Regions from separate parts of the Mus musculus genome. Here region 1 is linked to region 2. The links are chromatin contacts, called in public Micro-C maps. All regions are on one chromosome and are shown on one strand. The core of a region is the stretch at or near the end of the contact, and the rest is flanking DNA. Distances in the headings are between cores, read along the strand shown. Region 1 holds the start of Wnt2 (wingless-type MMTV integration site family, member 2). Region 2 overlaps St7 (suppression of tumorigenicity 7).

Region 1 (6,273 bases), core at 1,047-3,546, 92 kb before region 2:
GGAAGAGATGCTGTATGGGACTATGTAATGGGTCATCAGTGGCTAGGGGTGGAGTAGGGAGAGAAGTGGAATCACAGATCTGGAAGAGACCAGTCATCTGGTTCAGACTGCCTCCAGACAGGTCAGAAGGGGTGTTTGGGTGGGCCTTTTTGCACATCTGGGTTTAGCCTTTCTTGAACTTTTTTAGCCTTTTGCCTTTGACCAAAACTGATCTGTACTCAGCAAGGCATGTGGCGCTTCCTCGTGAAGCTCTTTGGGGAGGATTTAATTGGCTCTAAGAATGGTCCATCCCTTTTCTAGGAGGCCTGTTTCAGGTTTAGGTCATTCCATTGGCCTCACCATCCACGGAAGGGCAGGTCTCCTGGCCATATAATTCCCTGGGCGGAGAGGAAGGGATCCTAAACTATGGTCACACTCTATGTGTTTCTAACAGCCCTTGAGCTGTGAGGACAGGACGTGCTGGAACGGGTGGGACTTGTGAGCTGGAGTTTCAAAGTTTTCATTGTCCACGGTTGAAGCCTGTAACCTGTCTACCTTCCCCTAAAATCGCATCTAGTGCCTGGTTTCAGTTACTGCTAGAAGTGAAACTTCAGGACTTCAACAAACTTAGAATGGCGGCAGCGGGTGAAGATAAATTTTAGCTCTTTCCTCTGCTTCCTTCGGGAAGAAGCTGGTGACCATAAATTGAGGTGCAGGAGGTAATGCTGTTGGGAGCGATCCCGGCCCTCCCCAGTCAGCGCGCGCTCCTTCTCAGAGCCTAGCTCACCCCCTCCCTCGCCCAGCGAAGACGAAGCAGAACTTCCCCTGGGTCGCAGCCCAGTGATATGGAGCAGCTCTGGCGCGGAGCCCTGCTCTTCCCGAGTCGTGGGTGGCGCGGTGCTTGTTTCCCTCTCCTCCCTTTCCGGACCCAAAAGGGGATGTATCTGGGTCAGCCTGGGAGGGGCCGGACCTGCCATGGACAGAGAGGGGGAAGGGGGTGGCGATGACAGCATCTTTCAGGTTTTTGGCATCTGTGGGCTGTGCCTCGTCCAGCCTCTCACCGCTTGCTTGCTCGGTGCTGGGCCATAGCTGACGTTCTGGCGAATCCTGGCCCAAGAGGTGGAAGATGCGGATGGGGTGGGGAGTACCGTTATCCTTCCTATCCGCGTGCCTGCTCGATATACAATGACCATACAACCCCTTCATACTCCCCATTCCCCCGGGCACGCTCCTGGGTAGTGGTGGTGGCGGTGGGGCCCCCGCCCCAGGAAAAGAGCAATGGAACAGTTCAAGGTCGCTGTAAGTTCCTGGTCTGTCCTTTCCGGTGATAAACCACAAGGCTTCAAGCCAGTTGCTGTTCAAGATGCTCCACCCTTGGGCCCAAGCCCCATCTCTACTCTGTAGGGACCCAGGTCCGAGGTCCCGCGTCACTGTATTTTCACTGTACTTCAGCCAGACGCACAGGTTGGACACCCTGCCTGGAGAGATGCAGTCCAAGCCAGGGAGCAGATAGATACCTGGCTGCCTAGGAGCCCCTCTGTCATCTATTGCACTCCCTCAACAGCATAAGGAGGAGCTGTGTGTGCGTAAAAGCCACATCTTCCCAAGGGCGCTTAGACTGAAACTGTTGCTTGAGATCTCCTGGGTCCCAGCCCCTCTCCCCTACTCCCTTCATGTATGGCACACAGGATCGGGGCCATAGGTCTTCATTTTCGGGGCCTAGGCTTTCCTTCTCAACCTGGTCAGACACTGGGTGGTCAGACATGGCAGGTCCCAATTCCCATGAGTATCTATCTCCCAGTGCTCAAAGCAATGAGTTGGAAATCATTTTTGTTTTCTTTTATCCTATGGGCAATTATCTCCTCACCCCTCCCATCCCTTACACACGATCTTGCTCGAACCTCAGTTTAGCAGAAACTCTTAGCCTTGACAAAGTGGAGCCTAGGTTCTGGTGGTGGCCCTAACATACTGTGTATCATTGGCTAGGAACTTCCCAAAAGGTGCTTTTGCCTCTATGTTGCTCCGGGCCACTCCGAGGTTTGTTCACCTCCTCTGCCCCTCCTCACCCGGAGATAGCTCTTGCCATCGTTTCTTCCACTCCTCAATAAAACCCAGTGCCCCCTACGCCCCCGCCCGGCGTAGGCGCCCCCTTCTTTAGCTGCGCCTGGAGGGGAACGGAAAGGACAGGGTGCGCGGGAGGCAAGCAGAGCTCGGGGCTGCCTGCGCTCGCAGTGCTTGGGGAATTGGCTGTGGGCGAGGCGGCCCCGGGCTGCCCTTTATCGCTCGCTGGGCTCGTCTTTTGAAACTTTATCAGTGAGTCTCACCACTAGCCGCAGACGCGAGCGGCGGGGGGGCGGGGGCGCAGAGGCGCCGGCAGCCGTGACGAGGCGCTCCCGGAGCTGAGCGCTTCTGCTCCGGGCACGCATGGCGCCCGCACACGGAGTCTGACCTGATGTAGACGCAAGGGGGTTAATATGAACGTCCCTCTCGGTGGAATCTGGCTCTGGCTCCCTCTGCTCTTGACCTGGCTCACCCCTGAGGTCAGCTCTTCATGGTGGTAAGTCCCCGCATATGGGCGCGGTGCTGATGGATTTTTGGAGATGGGAGTGGGGACCCTACTGGTCGTAGAGACCCTCCCTGGCTGATTCCCAGTCCCGGCAGTTGTGGATTCTGAAACAACCATGTCTTAGCACAGCATCCTAAGCTGAACCCCTTTGCTTTTCTCAAAAACCCATTTTAGCTTTGACAACTCCAAAACAATTCACATGCCCCACAAATGAGGGATTTAATGTTCGCTTGTTTGGAGCCAGCTGAGTGACAGCAAAAGCAGCCAATACCTTATTCCACTGAGAAATGTGCTAGCCTGAGCTGTAACTTCTAGCAGTGTGTGTGTGTGTGTGTGTGTGTGTGTGTGTGTGTGTGTGTGTGAATTCACCTTGAAAACTACAACTGCCTCCCCCCACACCCACGACTTCAAAAACTGCCTCAAGAGAGCTCAGTCCAGGCTGTTGGAGTTGTAGAACCTTAAGCCTGTGATTTTGTATTCTTTCCTGGCCTTCCGCATTCCTCGTGCTTCACCCTAGTGAAGCAGCCTCCAGGTAGAGACTATTGCCTAGATGCAAAACTACTGGGACTGAGGTGCCCATTATGCTACCCTGCTCAAAACTGTCTCCCTAAAGTGTAACTGCTGCTGTCTCAATAGGCGGATATGTGATTTACTATGCGTACACTCTGCCAATCTAGAAATCGCCTCCATCTCTCAACTTTCTGACCTGGAAAAGAGATGGAGTTCTGAGCTCTGAAACTTTCTTGTACATAAAGTTCCAGATCAGATATTAAAGTATTCTGATAACAATTCAGAAAGATTGGCCACACACACACACACACATACACACACGCTCGCGCGCGCGTGCTTTTGTGTTTGACAACGGTAAGGATCTTAACCAAATACAGTACAGGACAAAATCAATGGACTATTTAGATTCCAGAATGCCTGAGAGGAACAGGGAAGCACTGATGGTAAGAGGGGGTGGGGGGTCAGCTCCTTTCTAAGATCTTTGAACATGAAGGCCTTTAGGCTTCACCTTGCTGACACAGGATCAAAGACTGATTTATCAGACTGATCATTTTTTTCAATAAAATGATTATTTCTGTTTCCATGTGTGTATAAACATTATTTACCGCTGGGCATTTTGTCACACTGTCTCTCAGCTGTCACTTAAATATATTTTTTTGAGTCACAGCTGCAATGATTTTATGATTATATAAAATAATGGGAATGCAAAAAAAAGATATATTCCTTATTTGGCCACTTTCAAAAGATACCTATGGCAACTTGGGTTGTATAAAAGGTGCCTTTCTAAACCTCTCACCACGAATGGAGAACATCTGCCTAGAGATGATAATGTGATTTTTTTTGTTAAAGTTTCTTTTCAAAAAATACTTTATGGAGCTATAATGCTGATTTTTTTTCAAATATTTAGTGCTGGTGATAACAATAGAAAAGATATTTTCTCCCCAAAAGTTTCTATAAATGCCAAAAAAAAAAGAGCCAGAAAAGGAAACCATTTTGAGGATTTTTTTTTTAATATGGAAAAGATATTATGTTTGTAAGAAGACTGTAGCATTAGATCCCAGCAGGTGCTAAGAGGATACATGCTGGCAGGTTTTGAAGACATTTAGGATCAACAAATGGGAGTGAGGAACTTCTAAAGATCAGCTTCCCCCAAAGCCAAAGACAGACATATGGCAACGTCTTTGAAATTCTCTCTGTGTTCTCCCTAACACAGAGAGATGTGTTGCCCCACCCCCTTCAAGCCCCCATCTTCACAATGCTACTGCCTCTGCCTCCCTGTCCAAGGCTTCATTTGGTGGCCCCAGCTCTGGGAGATAATCATCCACTGTATTGGAGGGTAGCTTTGACCCCGTCATTGGCCGTGCTCCCCTTGCCTGTTTCTTCACTGAATGACAATCAAATAACCCCTGCCTTTTAATGTTACCAGGGAATAAGCAATTCATCCTCAAATAGTGCTGCAGGGCTAGTCTCCCAGGGAGCATCACGTCTGGCCTGTCTGTTAACATCAACTTTGCCTTCCTGTTGGTCTCTTCCAGGTACATGAGAGCTACAGGTGGCTCCTCCAGGGTGATGTGTGACAATGTGCCAGGCCTGGTGAGCCGGCAGCGTCAGCTGTGCCACCGACACCCAGATGTGATGCGTGCCATTGGCCTGGGTGTGGCTGAGTGGACTGCAGAGTGCCAACACCAGTTCCGCCAGCATCGCTGGAACTGCAACACCCTGGACAGAGATCACAGCCTCTTTGGCCGGGTCCTCCTCCGAAGTGAGTCTCCTTCTCCTGGCCCTCCCTGCACCTGTACTCAAAGCCCCCCCCCCTCCCCGCTCATTCTTAATGGCACTCTGTTCAGTATTTTCCATAGAATGTAAATTCCACAAGGGCAGGGACTAGCCTGTACTATTTGCACTCTGATTGGTGCCCGTGTGTTGTAGGTCCCATTCATTTGTTACGAAGACTGACTAGGTAAACTTGTAGTGAGAACCTATTATTGTTTTTCCAGCTACATTTTAGGCAATAAAAATATTTATGAAAGAGGACTAACGATTTTAAATATGGAGATTTCTACTTCTCTTGGAGACTTAACATTTTCTTAATTAGGTAGTTAAGAGTCATTAAGTGTCTGGATATCAAAAGAAAATCAAAGCTAGTGATCTATTAGCATATAATCGAGAAATGAATTAAAATCAGTTTTTACTTGGAAGTAATACTCATCCACTAAACTGGTGAGAGAGAAGCCTTCTACAAGAAATAACTCTGCCCATTCGTTACTGCAAGATTAGACTAGAAATACAACAATTTACATGCAAAGACAGAAACAGAGAACTTTACACTTGTTTTTGCCCACCCAAATCCCTCCCATTCCCAAGAAAATCATCCAGGCTGTGCGCTTGGAAACGCTTAGCAGAGGGTGTTTCTGTCATGTCATTCACGTAGCCCTCGGGTTTTATGAGGCCAAATGCATAAATGAATGCCTCTAAAATCCCCCAAGGGCGTAGTCCTCTCACTCTTAAGAGTCTCCCTAAAGTTAATTTGTGTGATATTCTGCAATTTATTTCTCTCGTTTAAGAAATATACTCTTATGCATTCCTTTTAGAGTTTCGATATGACATCGCAGATTTTTGAAAGGGTAATAGCAAATGTCAGCCTCGTGGAATTTTAAGACTTCTCCTAGGGTAGTTCACCAGTAAATCAATTAATGCTGGACCTTGTCAATGAAAATTTGCAAATGCCCATGGCAATTCACCATAGACTCTCTTGGTTGTAGGTTTTTACTCATTAAAATAGATCAATACTTTCTAATTTAACTTTGTGAGGCTTCTCATTTATACAAGATTAACCTGTAGGTCCGTGAAGTCCTTTGCTTATGGACGGGTACAAAAAAACCAGCCTTGAGATCACAGATGAAAGGAAGCAATTTAAATTTTTTAAATGTATTATAATTACTGGGCAGGGTTGCGGCATATGGAGGTGAGGAGACAGGGCTCAGGGTTTAGTTCTTGCTGTTCACGGCTGGTTCCATAGAGTCAACTCAGCCCTTTCTTGCTGGGTCATAATGCTGCCCTAAGAGGTACCAGCTTCAATAAATGATCCAAAAGATGGCATCTCCTCCAAAGCTGAGGATTCATTCAGAGAACACGTTACAGGGTTACTCAGAGAGAAGAGATGGTAACAGAAGAAAACTGAGCAAACTGACTTAGTCTGAGGCCTCAGGTAAAGAAGG
Region 2 (5,695 bases), core at 2,473-4,972:
TGCTGACAGCCTCCCTCAGCCCTCTGACATCTGCCACAGTTCCTAAGATGCTAGCAGTGTTCAGAGTTTACCCCCTGCCTATTAAGATGAATATCTTCCAAGAGGATGATGGATCGGTATCAAGTGGACCTAGGAGCCACACAATGGTGACAACCTAGGCTACTTGATTGTCTAGCTGGCTCTACAGCCTACTTTAAATGGAAAAGGGGATATGAAGAGCCAGGTTTGTAATGCCAGACTGCTTTGGTTTCCTGGTGTCTTCCAAGCACAGCCTAAGCAGCATGTTTTGTGTCATGTGTCAGAGAGCTGGGGAGAGAGCAGCAGGCTGGCACCCTGGGAGGCCTTGTCCTCCAGGAAGGGCTGCTGAATGGGCCTCTGGGAACTCAATACGTCTCTGCTTTTCATGCACAGACAGTGATTAACAACGTGTCTTTTAAGACACACACTATGCTTTATCAGATACTAATCATAATTTCAAATTTATTCTGATGATGTTCCTGTGAACAACTGACTTGGAGAAGCTTGCAGAAGACATGTCTGTTCAGGGAAGGGATGAGGATTGAGAAGGGCTGTCTTCTGTCTGCTGAGAACCAAGGCCTTGACTTGCTGACGTCTAACACCTGGTTCTTTATTGTGTGTCTTCTTTTGCCCTAATCACTACCCAGAGCACAGTACTGCCAATACCAAAAAAGATTTTACTTCGGAGTAAATAGAAACATGCAGTGGGAACATGGTTCTGAGTACAAACAAAATTAGTAGGTAGTGCAGTCAGTAAACATATAGCATTACCCTTACTGGTCACATATTCTATGAGTTTTGAATCTTCAAAGTAAGAGAGATGAAAGTCAAGTGTCCCAAATTCAAAGACCTCAGGATGGGGTGTGTGTTTGTGAGAGTGTGTGTATATGTGTGTGTGTGTGTGTGTGCATGTATGCATGTGTCTGTGATTTTAATGTGTATGGAACATACCTATCAAGAAGGCCGATAACACACATTGTAGCTGCATCATCAGAAAGAAACTTGGTAAAGTTTCTTTATTCTATTTTTTAAATCTATTAGATACTGTTGCTTGGCAATTAAGTACTACATAAGAAAAAGAGACCCTCACATAAAACTTCCTCTCTTGAAGCCTCAAAGGCAAGGGATAGAGGGAGCACAGACATTAAGATGTGGACAGAGTAAAGTTGTACATATAGGTCATGGTAGCAGTTAGGGTAGACGCCCAGGGGTGTTCAGAAAAGGAAGAGAAGTCAGGCTATAGAAGAGGGGACAAGTGTTGAGAAAATCAACAGACTCCACTGGATGGAAGAAATGTCAGAAGGTGTGCTGTCAGTGCCGACATCGTAGATATGCATGAAGTGAACACTCTAGGTCTAACTAATGGTCAGAATATGGAAAAGGAAACCATCCGATGGTGAGTAGCTCAGGTCCATTGGAATACAAGCTGAGTTCAGACTGCCTGGCAGCCTTGAGTGCCAGCTTGATGTGCAGTTGAAAAATAGGCAGCCCCAGGTGTGGGGATACACTGCTCAGTGGGTGTTAGGTTCACAGTTTCTGATATTCTGAAAATATCCTTTTGTGACTATGCCAAAAGACTTAGGAGAGTTACCCTCTGATAGCACTTCTCAACCTATGGGCATCACCCTTTCATAGGGTCTGGCATAAGACCTCTCAGAAAACACAGAGATTTACATTATGATCAATAACAGTAGCAAAATTATAAAGTAGCAATGGAAATGATTTTACGGTGGGGGGGGCTGTAATGAGGAATTAATTGTATTAAAGGGTCACAGCATTCGGAAGGTTGAGAATCTGCAGGATGGATTATCCATCCTTCCCAGTTTAGCAATGGGCTGTGTTCCATCATGAAGAAGGCTGGAAAGCATTGTGGAGAGAAACACCGGGCCCAGGCATGATCCCTGCCTGGCTGCCTCTGAAATCTTCGCCAATATCCTACACTTAAAAGGATGATATAGACCAAGCATGCTAACTTGACTATTAGTATAAAACTGCGCTTACAAGTTATATGGGTACAAGTGTCTGTGGTATACACAGTGAGAGGTAGATACACAATGATAGATGACCAAAGCTACAAAGGTGGCAGTGTTTGCATACCGTACTCAATTCCATAAAGAGAATGCAAGTGGTAAGCCATGGGGATGTATCAGAGATTCTAGCAGGTGATGGAAAAAGCACAGGTCAATAAGCAAGGTGACATTGCTAGTGGCTGTACTGAGCAGATTTGGGAGCGGAAGCACTCAGTAGGCCCTGAGCCAGAGCCATGGGAGGAGACACTCTCAAAGGTTGTATGTACCCTGTACAGTCCCACACCCTAATGTGTGGGCACCAGAGGGAGCAGGAGGGGGCTCAACCAGAGTGCAGCATGAAGACAATGTCATCACGAAACTTCAAAGTAAAGACCAGCTTTGGTTGTGTGCTTTCTGTTTCTGGGGAGCATTAACTTGACTGAGACCAGAAGCGTCACTCTGAGGTCTATAATTCCTCCTTTCCCCCACTGCATGCCAAGATACAGTGGTCTTCCTCGCTATACTACACCTGCTCTTCCCACTGAAGTTATATGAAGGCTGACACTCCGCTCCAGTCCCCCTGTGTGTAATGACCTATTCTTTCTTCCTTATATCCCGAATGGGTGACTGAGGAAGGCCCCCTTTGAGATCTCCCAGGATAGCCTCATGTATTTCCTTACAGAAGCCCAGCTGAGATGTGCATCTCTCATACCCAGGCCACCTTCCTTCTTAAGAGCCCTCCGCACCCTCCTCCCTGTCCACACCTATAAAGAAGAAGCTACAGAGCAAAGAGGCCTGTGAAGTGCCTAGGCCTTCCAATCACTGGCAGCCCCAGGTCCGTCCGTGGCTCTTGTCGGGAGTTACAGAGGTTTGTGGGCTCGTGCCTTGCTCCTCAGGTGCCTCGGGACACTCAGCTGGCGCTTTAGCTGTATGAAAAACCATCAGAACCTTTGACCAGAAACCTAAGAATGCTTGAAGAGAAACAGCACTTTCATTTCTAGACTAAAAGGAAAATTTATTACCTAAAGAGTTAAACCTGAATGAGCAAAACCAGGCAACTTGGATCAACTCATCTATTCCAATGTCTAAAACCTCTGTCCAGAGGGCAGAGAGCCACGGTCAGATTTCTAACCCAAGTGTCCCATAACTCAATTAGTGTCCACTGGTGAGAAAACGCAACTGAGCTCATAAAAAAGGAGAGAGTGGCACTTCAATCGCCTCATCCTCTCTTTCCCAAGACACTGTCACTGAGAGCAAGGTCACAGCTCGCAGCTCGTTGGGTTCACAGTGGAAACCTCTTGCTTATCTGAATAGGTTCCAGGTGCCCTGTCGCAAGCAGACAATTGACATCCCACTGTAATCAATATCAGACTTCAAAGAGTCCAGGCCTATAAATGAAGATGAGACAGAAGTTAGGGGGTGCAGTCTCAAAGGAGTAAGAGCCGAGGAGGAAAGACAGGCCCTCGAGAGCAGAAGGGGTCAGAGTGCTGACCTTCCCCCATTCTGAGCAGAGCTGGGCCTGTGTGATAGCTTACTTATATGAGCTGCCTTATCTTAAGAACCAAACATTCTAGGAAGAGTTAGTCCTAAGTCATCGAGGTAGATTAGATTGTAGGCAGCCAGTCTCAGCCTCTCTACTCACGCCTCTCCAGTGACTCACTGTCTAAGGGTGCTGGGACTGGCTGTGTTAGTGAACAAACATGCAAGAGTTCCCACGCTGTGGAGCCTGGAGGGTGGCAGAGCAATCTCTCTGCATCTACTAAAAGTCATCACACCCAGGGCATTATCTCAGGAGAGGACTGAAAACCATCACTTTCTCAAGCTGCAAATGGCTGCAGACAGCCTGTGGGGCAACTGTGATAACCCCCAGGTGTTGGGCAGGGCTTTTGGAGGTCTGATGGAGTGAGGAGGTGCAGATGAAGAGTCTGCTGCCAAAGACACACCGGCCCTCCTGAGATCCCAGGCCTTCTTCACGCCACTGCCCAGCTTCCTCTCTTCCTAGTCCTCCCCAGAGTGGACAGGGGTAGAGCTCCTTAAAGGGTGAGGCAGCCTTGATCCTCCGGGTAGAGGTTTACAAGCATGCTTGTTAATAGCGGTAGTTGACCACAGAACCAAGCCGTGGTAAAGAGAAGGAACACTGCAAAGCCAATCTATTTCATCCAGTCATTTGATTCCAGATGTAAGACTGATGCTCTGGAAATAGTGAGGACAACAGCCAGTGCTAACCGCCCACTTTTCTGAAGAAACTGCTCTATGACCTGTCTAGAGAATCTATTTGCTCTCTGCTCTCCTTCTGATGCCTTTGCTGGCTACCATCCGCTCAGTATTGTGCTTCTCAGCTGTGACTGTAGACCTGAATCTCCAGGGAACAACTCAAAACTCGAATGCCTATGCTGCATTGGGTCAAGTAGGCAAGAGGCCCGAGGGAGGGCCGTTACCAGTAATCTTTAAGCTCCATTGGTGTTCAAACGTACAGACAGACTGAAACTACTAATTCTGGACAGCTGTCACTTGAATAGCTATGACAGACTATGGCATAACCTCATGAATGACTTCTTAAAGGTTTACTTTTATAAAGCCAAATTCCTTAGAAGGGAGTAAAATCTTTAACTTCCACCCTCAAATGGGTTGTGGGGTCACTGCTAAAAATACGGATTCCTGGTGTGAACATCAGGATTCTGAATTTTGATGGTATGGCCACAAACACTATTCCACTATTGGCACCCTAGAGGCTAAGGACCTCGGAGATCCCATACCCCAGCAAGGGTTATCTGCCAGCTTATACTGAACATTGGGACAATGAGGTGCTTTTGTACGAGTTTTAAGAGTGTTTAAAGGGGAAACAGAAACATGGGAACAGTAATCGCCTAGCTCCAGAGCTACATTCCGACTACACATTTTAATGGCATTATACCCTAATCTCTGCCAACTCCTCTCTCTCAGAGGCTAGCTGCAGCGGAGACAACGGACAGCACAGGTCTGACCCAAGGCATCTAGGGCAGCAGCTTGGTAATGCTGATTTGGGAAAATATGTAGGCGATATAAGAAAACTTATTTCCCCGAAGGAAGGAGGGAGTTCAAGTTGGTCTTATGTAGAGAAGCTGTCCTGAGAATCTGCGAGGAAAAGCAGATTTCTATGGTGAGCTCCCAGAGTGTGAAATGAGTGTAAACAGAAGTGAAAGGTAGGATTGTGAGTGCTACATGATAGAGCTCGGAATGGCCATTGGTGCAATGGGTGCCATGTTAAACAGGGAAAACCCATGCACAGAGACATTCACTGTGAGCCCATGCACAGGGACATTCACTGTGAGCCCGTGCACAGGGGCATTCACTGTGAGCCCATGCACAGGGACATTCACTGTGAGCCCGTGCACAGGGGCATTCACTGTGAGCCCATGCACAGGGATATTCACTGTGAGCCCGTGCACAGGGGCATTCACTGTGAGCCCATGCACAGGGATATTCACTGTGAGCCTGTGCACAAGGACATTCACTGTGAGCCCATGCACAGGGGTATTCACTGTGAGCCCGTGCACAAGGACATTCACTGTGAGCCCATGCACAGGGGTATTCACTGTGAGCCCGTGCACAAGGACATTCACTGTGAGCCCATGCACAGGGATATTCACTGTGAGCCCGTGCACAGGGGCATTCACTGTGAGCCCATG

What was found. Hi-C and Micro-C count contacts between places; a contact is called where the count stands out from the background.
Region 1: a contact with region 2 is called in a Micro-C map of the G1E-ER4 cell line. The contact joins the promoter of Wnt2 here to the enhancer-like site in region 2. A contact is called at or near these places in 5 of 39 promoter capture datasets (the 3T3-L1 cell line, cranial neural crest, embryonic stem cells and 2 more), 19 of 484 Hi-C or Micro-C datasets (the G1E-ER4 cell line, the HL-1 cell line, the N1E-115 cell line and 8 more), 1 of 115 datasets of contacts at active chromatin or transcription factors (embryonic stem cells) and 4 of 9 other capture datasets (embryonic stem cells, embryonic tail, liver and 1 more).

Annotation. Positions count from the first base shown.
Region 1 is chr6:18,026,468-18,032,740 of GRCm38.p6, reverse strand. Wnt2 (wingless-type MMTV integration site family, member 2) reads left to right here and starts at 2,296. Exons shown (of 5, transcript NM_023653.5): 1 at 2,296-2,536; 2 at 4,591-4,817. The coding sequence starts at 2,454.
Region 2 is chr6:17,936,773-17,942,467 of GRCm38.p6, reverse strand. All of the region lies in intron 15 of St7 (suppression of tumorigenicity 7), which reads right to left. Among named protein-coding and RNA genes, the nearest start is that of Wnt2, 91 kb to the left of the region's middle. Within about 2 kb of position 3,722, at least 30 of the 459 cell types and tissues checked have an H3K27ac peak or open chromatin away from gene starts, as enhancers often do. A contact at or near this core is called in the G1E-ER4 cell line, where this site is marked.